Linked DNA regions of Mus musculus: regions 1 and 2 are each linked to region 3. Evidence: chromatin contacts called from public ChIA-PET and promoter capture Hi-C data. All regions are on one chromosome and are shown on one strand. Each heading gives the region's core, a stretch centred on a gene start, on an enhancer-like site or on the middle of the called end of the contact. The rest is flanking DNA. Distances are from core to core; before and after follow the strand shown.

Region 1 (3,623 bases), core at 695-3,194, 67 kb before region 3:
TCCTCCTAATAAATGAATGGTTTTTGAACATGTATGCTTTTTATCATATGCTAAAGAACTAAAATGTGTGATGTCATGTTTTACCCTAAAAATTTTGTTCACACCTTGTGACAGAATTTGTCATTCATTATCCTTGTTATAATTGTTTTCTTGGTTTCACAGAAGTTAATCGTAATTATTAGCATATGGTTAGGATATATCATATGTTTGCGAGAATGCACTGAATGTTGCAGCATTTACAGGGAACATTTTCTCAGCCCAAATACTTCCTTCACTTAGGAACAACTGATATTACCAGCATTTGGTTTGGCCTAGGAGGACTTCAAATATGTGTTTGCACATGGATTTTCTCCCTTTGTTCTACAAGGCCCGTAAAGTACTGTATACTAGTGAAGCTCTTAGACTTAAAAAGTCCTCAGCAAGCCTGCAGGGGTGGCACCCACATAAAGCTGCTGCTCACAACCATCTGTAACCCCAGTTCCAGGAGACTAGGCTTCTCCTGGCCTCTGCACACAAATGTTTCATCTCCACACATGCAAGCACTCATACATGAAAACAGAACATTTCAAAGGAAAAATTAGGAACGTTGAAATAAAGAGCGCTTAGCCAGTTCCCTGTTTTGTGTCAACTGAGAGTCCCGACATTTCCAAGAGGATGTGTGCTATGTCCATCGTAGGGTAGCTTCCCACAGCAGGGCACTGTTTACATGAACTCTAAAGGTTCAGTCCTTGGTTGCATTGGTCATGGCTTTATGTGCCCCGCAGCCACTGTGATGACTGGCCAGTTCGTGGCACAGTGCAGATAGAGCACTTCTCTTGGCAGTTCCTTCGTATGGCTCCAATGTGGTGACGTCACCCTAATCTCTTCATGGTCTGGGTATCTATAGTACACAACAGAGTAGACCCTAACCTGAGGCGGAAGTTGTACCTTTTTGTCTTGGGTTTTTTTCTATATGAAGAGACAACATGACCCAGACAGCTCTTATAAAAGAGATTGTGGGCATGCGTACAGTTTGAGAGGGTTAGCCCATGATCGTAGGAGAGCAGGAGTGGCAAGCTATGGTGTTGGGGCAGTAACTTAGAACTTTACATCCTACTCCACAGGCAGAGAGCTCCTGGGCCTGGTGTGAGCTTCTGAAACCTCAAAGCCCACCCCTCAGTGACGTACTTCCTCCAACAAGGCCACACCTTCAAATCTTATTCTGCCTTAAACAATTCACCAACTGGGGACTAAGCATGCAAATATGGAGCCCTTGGGAGCTATCCTCATTCAAGCCACTACACTTTAACCCCCATGTGTATGTATGTGTGGTGTGCAAGTTTATGTGTGCAGGTGCACACTCAAAAGGGTGTGTGTGTATGCATGTGTGCACACGTGCGTGCGCAAAGGCCTGATAATGACATTGGATGTGTTTAGTTGCTCTCTACTTACTGAGGCAGAGTCTCTTACTAAACTCAGAGCTCACTGGCTGTGGCAAGTCTAACTCTTCAGCTTGTCCCAGGGACCCTGAGTGCCGGGATTGCAGGTGTTCTTTGGGCCTGTACAGCTTTTACATGGGCGCTGGGAGTCAGAACTCCGGTCCTCACACTTGCAAGACAAGCACGTACTTTCTCCCCAGAGCCATCTCCACAGTCCAGCTTGGCTCTGACAAAATTGTATTGCCATAAATAATTAGCTTGAGGGTCATTTAAGGATACCACTAGTGTTATTTTGTACACGTAGATTTGTCATTTTGAAAATGAGACATTTGAACTCCCTTCTCTGGTTCAGAATCATGCTAAATGTTCAGGGACAGTGGACCCTAAAAACTGTTCTTGAGTCTTCAAAACTTCCTGCCCAGACTGGTAAATCATGTGATTCTGAGGGTTCATGTGGGTTTGCTCAGTGCCCACCCCAAGCATCCCCAAAAGCATTCACAAGTGAAAACAGGAAGTCAGTGTGCCCAGGGAAAAGGAGTTTCAGATTTAGAAGACATGAAGTGGTGAATGTTGTGTATGTCAGTCTGTGCCTGGAGAGCTCTCAGCATGATGAAATGCTACTGCACTGAACTGTGAGTACTGTCATCTGTGCCAATAAATCCTATTTAAAAGAAATGAACTCTCAGCCACTCCTGGCACTTTGATGGTTAGGTTGAGGTCTGTGGAACATTAAGGGGTTGGTAGTCTTACCAATGCATGCATTTGAAGAGGAAGGAATCACTTGGATGGGTCCGAGTTGATTTAGGGGCTGGAGAGATGGCTCAGGTGAAGAGCTGTGCTTCCAGAGAACCCAGATTTAGTTCCCAGCAACCACATGGCAGCTCCCAACAACCATCTATAATTCCCAGGGCATCCAATGCCTTCCTCTGACCTCTTGAAGCATTTCATGCACACGGTATACAGACATACATATAAGCAAAGCATCCACGCACATAAAATCGATCCTATTTGTCATTTATTTTGTGAGGGAGACATTTATTTGGTGTGGGTCACAACACCCACGTGGAGGGCAGAGGACAGCGTCAAACAAGGGTCTTGTTTCTGTTGCTGCCTGTATACTTCTGGCCAGGTCTCCTATCTTCACCTCCAGTCTTGCTGTAGAAGTTTGGAGAGGGCAGGTGCATACCACCACGTTTGATTTTTTATGTGCCTCCTAGGGACTGAATGTGTGTCCCCAGGCTTGCATGGCCTGCTGAGACATCTCACTGGCCTATTTTCTGTGTTCAGTAAGAACCCATGTCAAAATTTACTGAGTAGTTGTGTTTTACAAGGTGCCAGTTGGAACCTTCTAGAAGAAGGGTGGTGGTAGTCTTACTAGCTCTATGAGCTGACTCCTTCCTGATCATCTAGAGCAATGGATATGGCACACTGGTCATTTCATGTAGGAACCGAGACAGCATGTGCCTATGGCCTTTGGCTTTCTTGGGGCCTCTAAGGCCATGCAGTTGTTAGCCCATCACAGACCAGTGATGAATAGGAGATGCTAGATCCTAATCTGAGCCCACTTGGAAGCATCCTGAGCAACTCCTATAAATTAGTATGTGTTGGCTTTTCTGGATTCACTTACACTGCCTCAGCAAGCAAGTAAGAGCGTGGCCCAGAGTCCTGGATTTTTATCATCAGAACATTTATCACTCATTTTAAGAAAAAAAAAAATACTAGAACAGTGATCTCTGATCCATAGCAAAAACAAAAAGCAAACATTAAAAAACCTATCTCATTCAGAAGCTGGCCTCTTCTCTGCTTTTTCCGGCCCCCTCGTATTTCCTCAGTGTGCCCTCAGCCTACCTATACTTTCTGAAATGGGCTGCACACACCTATACTGCCTGCCTCGTTGCTTCAACTGTTTGGCCCATCACTGCCTTGTCAGTGATGCCTTTCCCAAGCCCAAACAGCAAGCCCTCTTCATCTCCCACCTCCTGCATCTCCTCCCTGGTTGGCTTTTGACCACGGCACTTCATGGTTTCCCTTTGTTGATTCCCTCCAGAATGTAAAGTTCTCGAGAGCTGCTCTGAGAATGAGAGGTACTGCCAACTGATCGAGCTGGAATAACCATCATGCTTGATGGTTGGTTCTATAGCATAGAAGAAGGTAAAACAGACACAGGCTCTGCAGGACTGCACAGGAAGGTGCCCCTGCAGATGG
Region 2 (3,432 bases), core at 387-2,886, 110 kb before region 3:
CCCCCGGAACCCACATAAAGATAGATGCAGTAGAGCGTCTATGATCCCAGCATGCCTACAGTGAAATGGGAGGTAGAGATGGGAGAATTCAAGAAGCTCACAGGCCAGCTTGCTTGGCATATGCAGCAGCAAACAATAAGAAGGTAGAAGGAAGGATTAGCATCATGAATTGTCTTCTGACCTCCACATGATGCAAGTCTACTTTGCATCTACGGTCACATTAAAATGTGCACATATACCACACACAGACATCCCACACAGACATTAAAAGAGAGTGAGAGACAAAGACACAGAGAAAGAAAGACACAGGCACACACACACACAGAGCATATGCACATGGTGTTCAGAATTTGAGAAAAACAAGGTTCTTCAACTACAGTGACTTTGAACAAGTTGGGCATGTTGGCACATGCGTTAATCTCAGCACTTAGGAGACAGGCAGGATCTCTGTGAGTTTAAGGGCAGCCTGGTTTACACAGTAAGTTCCAGGACAGCTAGAGCTACTTAGTGAGACTTTCTCAAAAAAACCAAAACCAAACAAACCAGAAAAATTCATTACATTTGGACTATTGAGCAGGATAAAAAAATAAATAAAAACAAAAAGAACCCATTTAGATATCTTGTCTAGGGAAAGCAGATTGGAAAAACAGACCAAGAAACAATTTAACCTAAAAGCTGCCAAACAGAGAAGCCAGTTCCTGCTCATTTGAAATAATATTTATATCAACAGTATGCAGGAGGCCAAGGGACCGCTCCTTGGGAGTGATATCTTTGGAATCAGAAAAGGAAAACTGAATGTCCCCCTGGGATTTCATGCTGAGCTAAAGGTGAAATAAGCATGATATTACACATAAAGGTTGCTGTTACAAACCAGCCATTCAGAGTTAAAGAGCACTGTAAACATAGATATTTCTCTAAGTTGCAAAATAAACTCAGGGAAATCAGGATATGATAGAAAGGGCTGTGAAGAATAAGAAATGAATAAGTGATGTTGGTAAAATTAAGAATTGGTAATAGAAATAGCAAACATTTTGTCAAAATTTAGTATTAAAACTGTAATCCTGAGTGATAAGAAAAAATTTCTTGTTCTAGAGGAGAGTAGAAATACTAACTTTGCAGATGGCTGAAAATCTTACAGGGAATATCCTATGTACACTAAATTAAAGAGTAGAAATATAATTTTATAAATTCCAAACCAGTGGTAGGAGGATGGGACAAGCGGAACGTATGGGAAGTTGATTGACTCTAACGGATAGCAGGAAACGTGAAAGAAAAAAATAAAAGCAAGGAAAAAAGGACAGTACTCTGGGAACAGACAATAAGCTGGTCCAGGTGAACCACAGTCAAATGGTCATGTGTAATGCTGCGACGGATAATTAACACATCCATTCGCAGCGCAGTGGGAGCACAGACTCCGCTGTACTTTGGTCCTCTCTCTCATTTGCTCTAGGACTTTGTTCGTAGGATTTATTTTTTAACTGCACCAGCAGTTTTCCCCTTCCTTGAAATGAGGTCAACCCTTCCTTCATTCTGTTCTCAGCTTCTGCTGAAAACCCAGATGATATTCTGTGTTCCTGCCTCATCACTGCCCCATCCTCGTTCTTCCCCAGAAAGCGGCTTGTCACGAGCTTCCCGTGGCTTTCCTGTTGCTAATTGCTCAGTACTCACTGTGAGCCTTCTCTGTCTTCCTCAGTGTAAAATACGCAGATGCTGCTTATGAAGTCACATGTCATTGTAAGCATGGAGGCAGTATGTGCTTAACAGCGTGCACCGCACTAATAAAAATGTCTTAGGTTTCAGTCCTTTCTCCTTCCATTTCTAAAATATCACCTGTGCAGGTACAGGACCTTTCGCCTGTTTCCTTATGAAGAGGAAATTGTAGTTGTGTGACTTTGAGGGACATTAGAACCTCTCTGTGCTTCAGTTTCTTCAGGTAGAGATCATAAAACCAATGCCAAAATGGTTTTGTGGGAACTAAATCTAGCAGCGCAGGCTGGCTGCTGAGGACATGTGCTGGACTCACTGAGCTGTGATTAAAACATGCAATTCTAGTTGAATGAAGTCAAGTTGTAATAAAGAGAAATGTTTTAAGAGTGAATGAAGTTTTTATTATAAAATATACACATACATTGAAATATTTTTAAGTTAGAAAATAATCTTCTCTTTGGTAACATCCTTCTCACATTTGCATTTGCCATGTGAGTCTATGGCATTATTTTCAGCTTTAGCACCTTGGGTCTTTTTGTTGGTGTTTTGTTTTGTTTTGTTTTTAAAATGAGGCAGGGGTACTGAGGAGTTGAGAGCACTTACTGCTGTTGTAGAAGACTCCAGTGCCAGTACTGACAGCAGGAGCTTCACAACCTTAACCCCAGGGATCCAATGCCCTCTTCTGGTCTCCACGGACTCCTGCTGCACGTGGTACCCAGGCTCACACAGGCACACATAATTCAGAAATAAATCTTTTTAAAGGGGAGGTGAAAGGAACAACTTAGCATGCTTGTGTGCTCTAAATTGTTTAGTTTTGTCTATTTTTGAACTTTGTTGCAATAGATTTTTGTGTATTCTTTGTAGTTTGTCTCCTTTTTCATTAAGTTTTGTTGCTAGATTTATCCTGACTCTGTATTTGTGTGCTTTGGTGATTTTCACAAAGATAATTACAGCACAAACTATTGAGGCTGTTGTATGAATTAAAGAGTTGACACAACAGCAGTGTTTGGCTTAGAAGAGATAGCTAGCCATGGTGAGGTTTGCACTCACTGCTTATAAAAGGAAGGGATGTCACTGTTCTTTTGCTGATGGGCTTTTGATGGTTGCAGTTTTTAAAACAGAACACAGTGCTGCTGTGAATGCCATGTACAGTTGCCCTTGTGCAAGGATTTCTTATTCATTGACCTGGAAGACTTCGAGGATCATAGTTCTCTGATAGACATTTGTGCCTGTTCCCACCAACAGCCATATTCTCTCTCTTTGTACCGTTACCAAGATCAGGTGGTGTGGTTTTTCATTTTCCATAGTGTAATGGTTGTAAAATGCAATTCTTTAGTTTCATTTGAATTCCATTAATGAAATAATCACCTTTTCATAATCTAATGCTAATGCATATTTGTTTTTCTATGCAAGTTTGCTATAATGTTCATTTTAATGAACCTTTTCTTATTGATCTGGAGGAAGTTTTAAAATAGACTTGAAACAAATCATTTGTTAACTCTGTTGGAAGTAGTTTCTCCCAAATTGAGACTTTTCCTTCTTCCCTCTGAGCCTGGCGTGGTGGCACACACCTTTAATCCCAGCACTCGGGAGGCAGAGGCAGGTGGATTTCTGAGTTTGAGGCCAGCCTGGTCTACAGAGTGAGTTCCAGGACAGCCTGGGTTATATAGAGAAACTCTCTCGAAAAACAAAAAACAAACAAACAAAAACCCCAGTAGTCTCTGG
Region 3 (3,478 bases), core at 775-3,274:
AACCAAAAGCCAACGGAACATGAAAGCAGAGAAGAGCCCAACAATGAATATAAAAACACAACACAATGGGATATGAGGGCAAAGGCAACAGAGGAAAAAAAACATCCCAGAAATAGTAAGGAAGCCCACGTAAGAACTCCAATTCAGAATCGCTAACATCTCCAAATCATTGGGGAGACGACAGAAACAAGGCTTCACTATAACCTGTAATTAGATTTTCTTTCTCCAAACCAATCCTTCACATGTCAAAATATTGACAAACAGCAGAGCTCTTAGCATAGGCATCTATAACTCCTTCAGAGACAATGCCCATCTATTGTCACTAGGAAGAAAAAAAAAATCCAACACAAAGTCTTAGATTCGCTGACAATCTGAATCTAGGAGGCTCTTAAGTGCCCTGAAAGGCCTGAGCAGGTTCTGATGAGCCCATAAACGTGGCTGTGTGTCCTTCCCTCAGGAGCTGAGACTGGGTGCAGGCCTTGCTCAGTGCTCGCTCACATTCCCTAGAGGAGATAAAATCTCGACCTCTGGGTAGGTGATCCCATGGAGACTCATTGACATAGAAACCAGGGTCTCAAGGACAGGGTGGGTGGGGATTTTAACTCTGCTCTGTGGATGCTCCTGTGCAGCGACCCCTTGCCCACGCCAAAAAATCTTCACTCCCCACCCCACAACCCAGAGCAGCAGAACCGCGGATAAAGCTAGGGGGACTGTGCGCCATGGACACCGGAGCGCACAGAGAACAAGAAACCCAGAGACCCCAGGAGGAGCCCAAGTGGTCCAGGTCTGCCCTACTGGGGCCGGGATCTTCAAAGGTCAGCTCCCCCCACTCCCCCAGGCAAAGAACCTCCGAGAAGGACAAGTAGACCTCGGGCGGGCGGGCAGGCGGGAAAGGGAAGTGTGGCGTGGGGGAAAAAGTGAAGTGGCCGGGAATAAAATGGGCGTCTCCTCGGAGTGGCCTCAGCCCGCTGTCCCGGGGCCTGTCCCCTCCCCAGCTCCCCGCCCAGGGCCTGCTCTCTTCACAGGCTCTCCCGCTGCCCTCCCGGGTGCTCGCCAGGAGCCCGCACCCCACAGCCACCTGTTAAGGCGCGCGCGCCGTCGGAAGCTCGGGTCACCGCGGCGCCCCGGAATCTTCCAGAAGTTACTACTGCCCGAGCGTAGCACGCTCCCGAGGCCCACGGGGACCACGGGGACAGCGCGCACAGCCTCTCCGGACCCCCCGATTCCCACGCCCTCCCCCCCTCCACGCCACCTTCGGAGCTCCGCAAAGTTGCGGCCCGGGAGTCTGTACCTGCACTGAGCTCCAGGCTGGCGCCGTCGCTACCCGCGCCGCTGCTGCAAGCGCCGGTCGCCGGGCCAGGGCCGTACCTGACGACGGCGGCGAAGGACGACGACGACGAGGCGGCGGGGGCCGCGAGCGGCGGAGGCGGCGGCGGCGGTGGCGCCGGAGTCCTGGGATGGCCCGGGGGCGCGGCGGGTGTGCAGGACGGCGACGACGACGAGGCGGCGGCGGCGGCGGGGGCCCGGCCTGACCCGGCCGGGTAGGACGGCTGCGTCGGGAACGGCGGCGGCTCGCTGCTGCTGATGGGCACGGCGGCGAGCGAGGCGAAGGGCGGCGGCGGCGGCGGCGGCGGCAGCGGGGACGGCCGCGCGGGCGACAGCTCGAGCAGAGAGGGTCTGTCGTAGCGCTTGGCCAGCGCCGGCCGCCGGCTGGGGAACGTCTTGAGGACGCTGTAGGGGCCGCGCTGCTTGTAGATGCGGGGCGCGCTGGGCCCCTCCTCCGCCGCCTGCATCTCGGGCTCCATGCCGAGTCTGAGGCCCTGCCCGCCCCGCGCGCGGCTCCGGAGGTGGCTCGGCCGCCCGGCCGCCTGCTCTACCCCGGCGCGCGCCGGCGGGAAGGCGTGTGTCTGCGCCGTGGCCGCCGCCGCCGCCGCTGCCTGTCGCCGAGCCTGGCATCTCCGAGCCCCCGCGCGGGGGGCTGCCGCCCAGCGCTGATTGACAGCCCGCCTCGCCAATGCCTGGAGGGAGAAAGGAGGTAAGGAGCAAGTGTTTAGGGTAATATCTGCTAATGATGATGGGGGCGGGGCGGGGCCTGGGCCCGGGCGGCCCGCGCGATCGGCGCTTCGGACAGGGTCGTGGGGGGAGGTGGGGAGGGGGAGCCCGTGGCCCGAGGGGACCCGGTGGGGGAACGGAACCTGGAGGGCGTCCCGGTGGGGACAGGTGGAAGAGGTGGCGTCCCGGCTCTCTCGGCTGTGGACGTGAGGCGGCAGCGGTTGTCCGCAGGGTCCGAGCTTTGGAAAGGAGTTCCCGGCGCCCTCCTGCGTGACCTCCCAACTCTCGGAGTGCACGAAGGGGGTGGTACCTAGAAGTTAGGGCGGGGTCGCCAGAGTGCAAGGGTGGGACAGCAAGTTCTTCTAGAAGGAAGCTACACCTCCCTCCCCCCGCCCCCCTCCCGAAAAAGAACATCTCGAAGGACTTGGCACAGGCCGCTGGGAGGTTTGTCCTGCCTTAGGGTCTTGCTGTCCCAGGTCTGGCGGCCGAACCAGAAAGCACTCAGGGCCTAGTGCTTCCATACTGTTTCGCTTGTTCTCCATAGGGAGCTGGGCGAGAGAGCACAGAGGCGCCATCATTTCTTTCCATTCTACAGATTTGAAAACTGAGGCTCTGAAAGACCAGATTTGAAAACTGAGGCTCTGAAAGACTAAAGGGAAATATGCAAATTCACGCAGAGGAGTTTGTGAGTGAATTGCACGGTTACATATAGGTCTTCAGAATGTAAAATAGCTGGTAGACAGTGCAATTCAAGGGAACAAAATGATCCCACGGTTCCCTTTGGGATGGTGACTGCTTTGAACATTATTATATTATCTATGCATATACGTTGCAAGACCAAAGTGGCCTGGGATCACCCTTTCCTTGCGTTGCTCATACTACCCGGCACCACCGGGCTAAGGATTCAGTGATGAAGATCTCAGTAATTTGCCGAAGCTGCCCCGTAAGGTTCTTCAAACACAAGGAAGGGTTCCGGCCTCTGCCAGTCACTCCTTCCTGTCTCAAAGGGAGCATCCTCTAGTTAGGCCTACCCCAATCCCTGCATCCCCTCTTCCCAAGCTTGGGTTTCAACCTCGTTCATCATTATCCAGGTCCTTGATGAATGAAGCTCATCTCTCCAATCTGGAGTTGCTTTTTTATTCAGAGCTATCCTTCAGTCTTGGGAAAGTGACCCATTTTCTCCTGGGGGCCAGGACTTTGGCCTCTCATTTTCCAGATCTCTCCCATTGGAAGAGTTCCTCTCCCTTGCTGTTTCCAGAGTCTCTGCTCACCCACTCTGGACTGTCTTCCTCTCCTCAGCAAGCTCCTCTGATAGTGCTGTGCCCCTCCCCCATTTATTAGAGATGAAATAAATAATGCCATAAATAAAAGTATTTGGGAGTCCAGGAACTGTCAGGGCTGATTAGGGCATAGAGGACATTTTCTT

The links. Promoter capture Hi-C pulls out the DNA fragments that hold promoters and counts their contacts. ChIA-PET counts read pairs in DNA pulled down with a chosen protein or histone mark.
Region 1: a contact with region 3 is called in an RNA polymerase II ChIA-PET map of memory CD8 T cells, with 2.9 times the contacts expected there. The contact joins the enhancer-like site here to the promoter of Bend4 in region 3. A contact is called at or near these places in 2 of 39 promoter capture datasets (the HPC-7 cell line, HPC-7-derived erythroid cells and pre-B cells), 4 of 484 Hi-C or Micro-C datasets (CD8 T cells, myocytes and nephron progenitors), 6 of 115 datasets of contacts at active chromatin or transcription factors (CD8 T cells, SST interneurons, double positive thymocytes and 2 more) and 2 of 9 other capture datasets (adipose tissue and liver).
Region 2: a promoter capture Hi-C map of the HPC-7 cell line shows a contact between it and region 3. The contact joins the enhancer-like site here to the promoter of Bend4 in region 3. A contact is called at or near these places in 4 of 39 promoter capture datasets (the HPC-7 cell line, epiblast stem cells and pre-B cells), 2 of 484 Hi-C or Micro-C datasets (CD8 T cells and pre-megakaryocyte-erythroid progenitors), 1 of 115 datasets of contacts at active chromatin or transcription factors (embryonic stem cells) and 4 of 9 other capture datasets (adipose tissue, embryonic tail, liver and 1 more).

What each region holds. Positions count from the first base shown.
Region 1 is chr5:67,358,412-67,362,034 of GRCm38.p6, forward strand. No RefSeq gene overlaps it. Among named protein-coding and RNA genes, the nearest start is that of Gm33345, 45 kb to the right of the region's middle. Within about 2 kb of position 1,945, at least 10 of the 459 cell types and tissues checked have an H3K27ac peak or open chromatin away from gene starts, as enhancers often do. A contact at or near this core is called in memory CD8 T cells, where this site is marked.
Region 2 is chr5:67,320,440-67,323,871 of GRCm38.p6, forward strand. The region is part of intron 2 of Slc30a9 (solute carrier family 30 (zinc transporter), member 9); the gene reads left to right. Among named protein-coding and RNA genes, the nearest start is that of Slc30a9, 15 kb to the left of the region's middle. Within about 2 kb of position 1,637, at least 5 of the 459 cell types and tissues checked have an H3K27ac peak or open chromatin away from gene starts, as enhancers often do. A contact at or near this core is called in the HPC-7 cell line, where this site is marked.
Region 3 is chr5:67,425,775-67,429,252 of GRCm38.p6, forward strand. It overlaps Bend4 (BEN domain containing 4), which reads right to left and starts at 2,025. Exons shown (of 5, transcript NM_001164806.1): 1 at 1,292-2,025. The coding sequence starts at 1,805.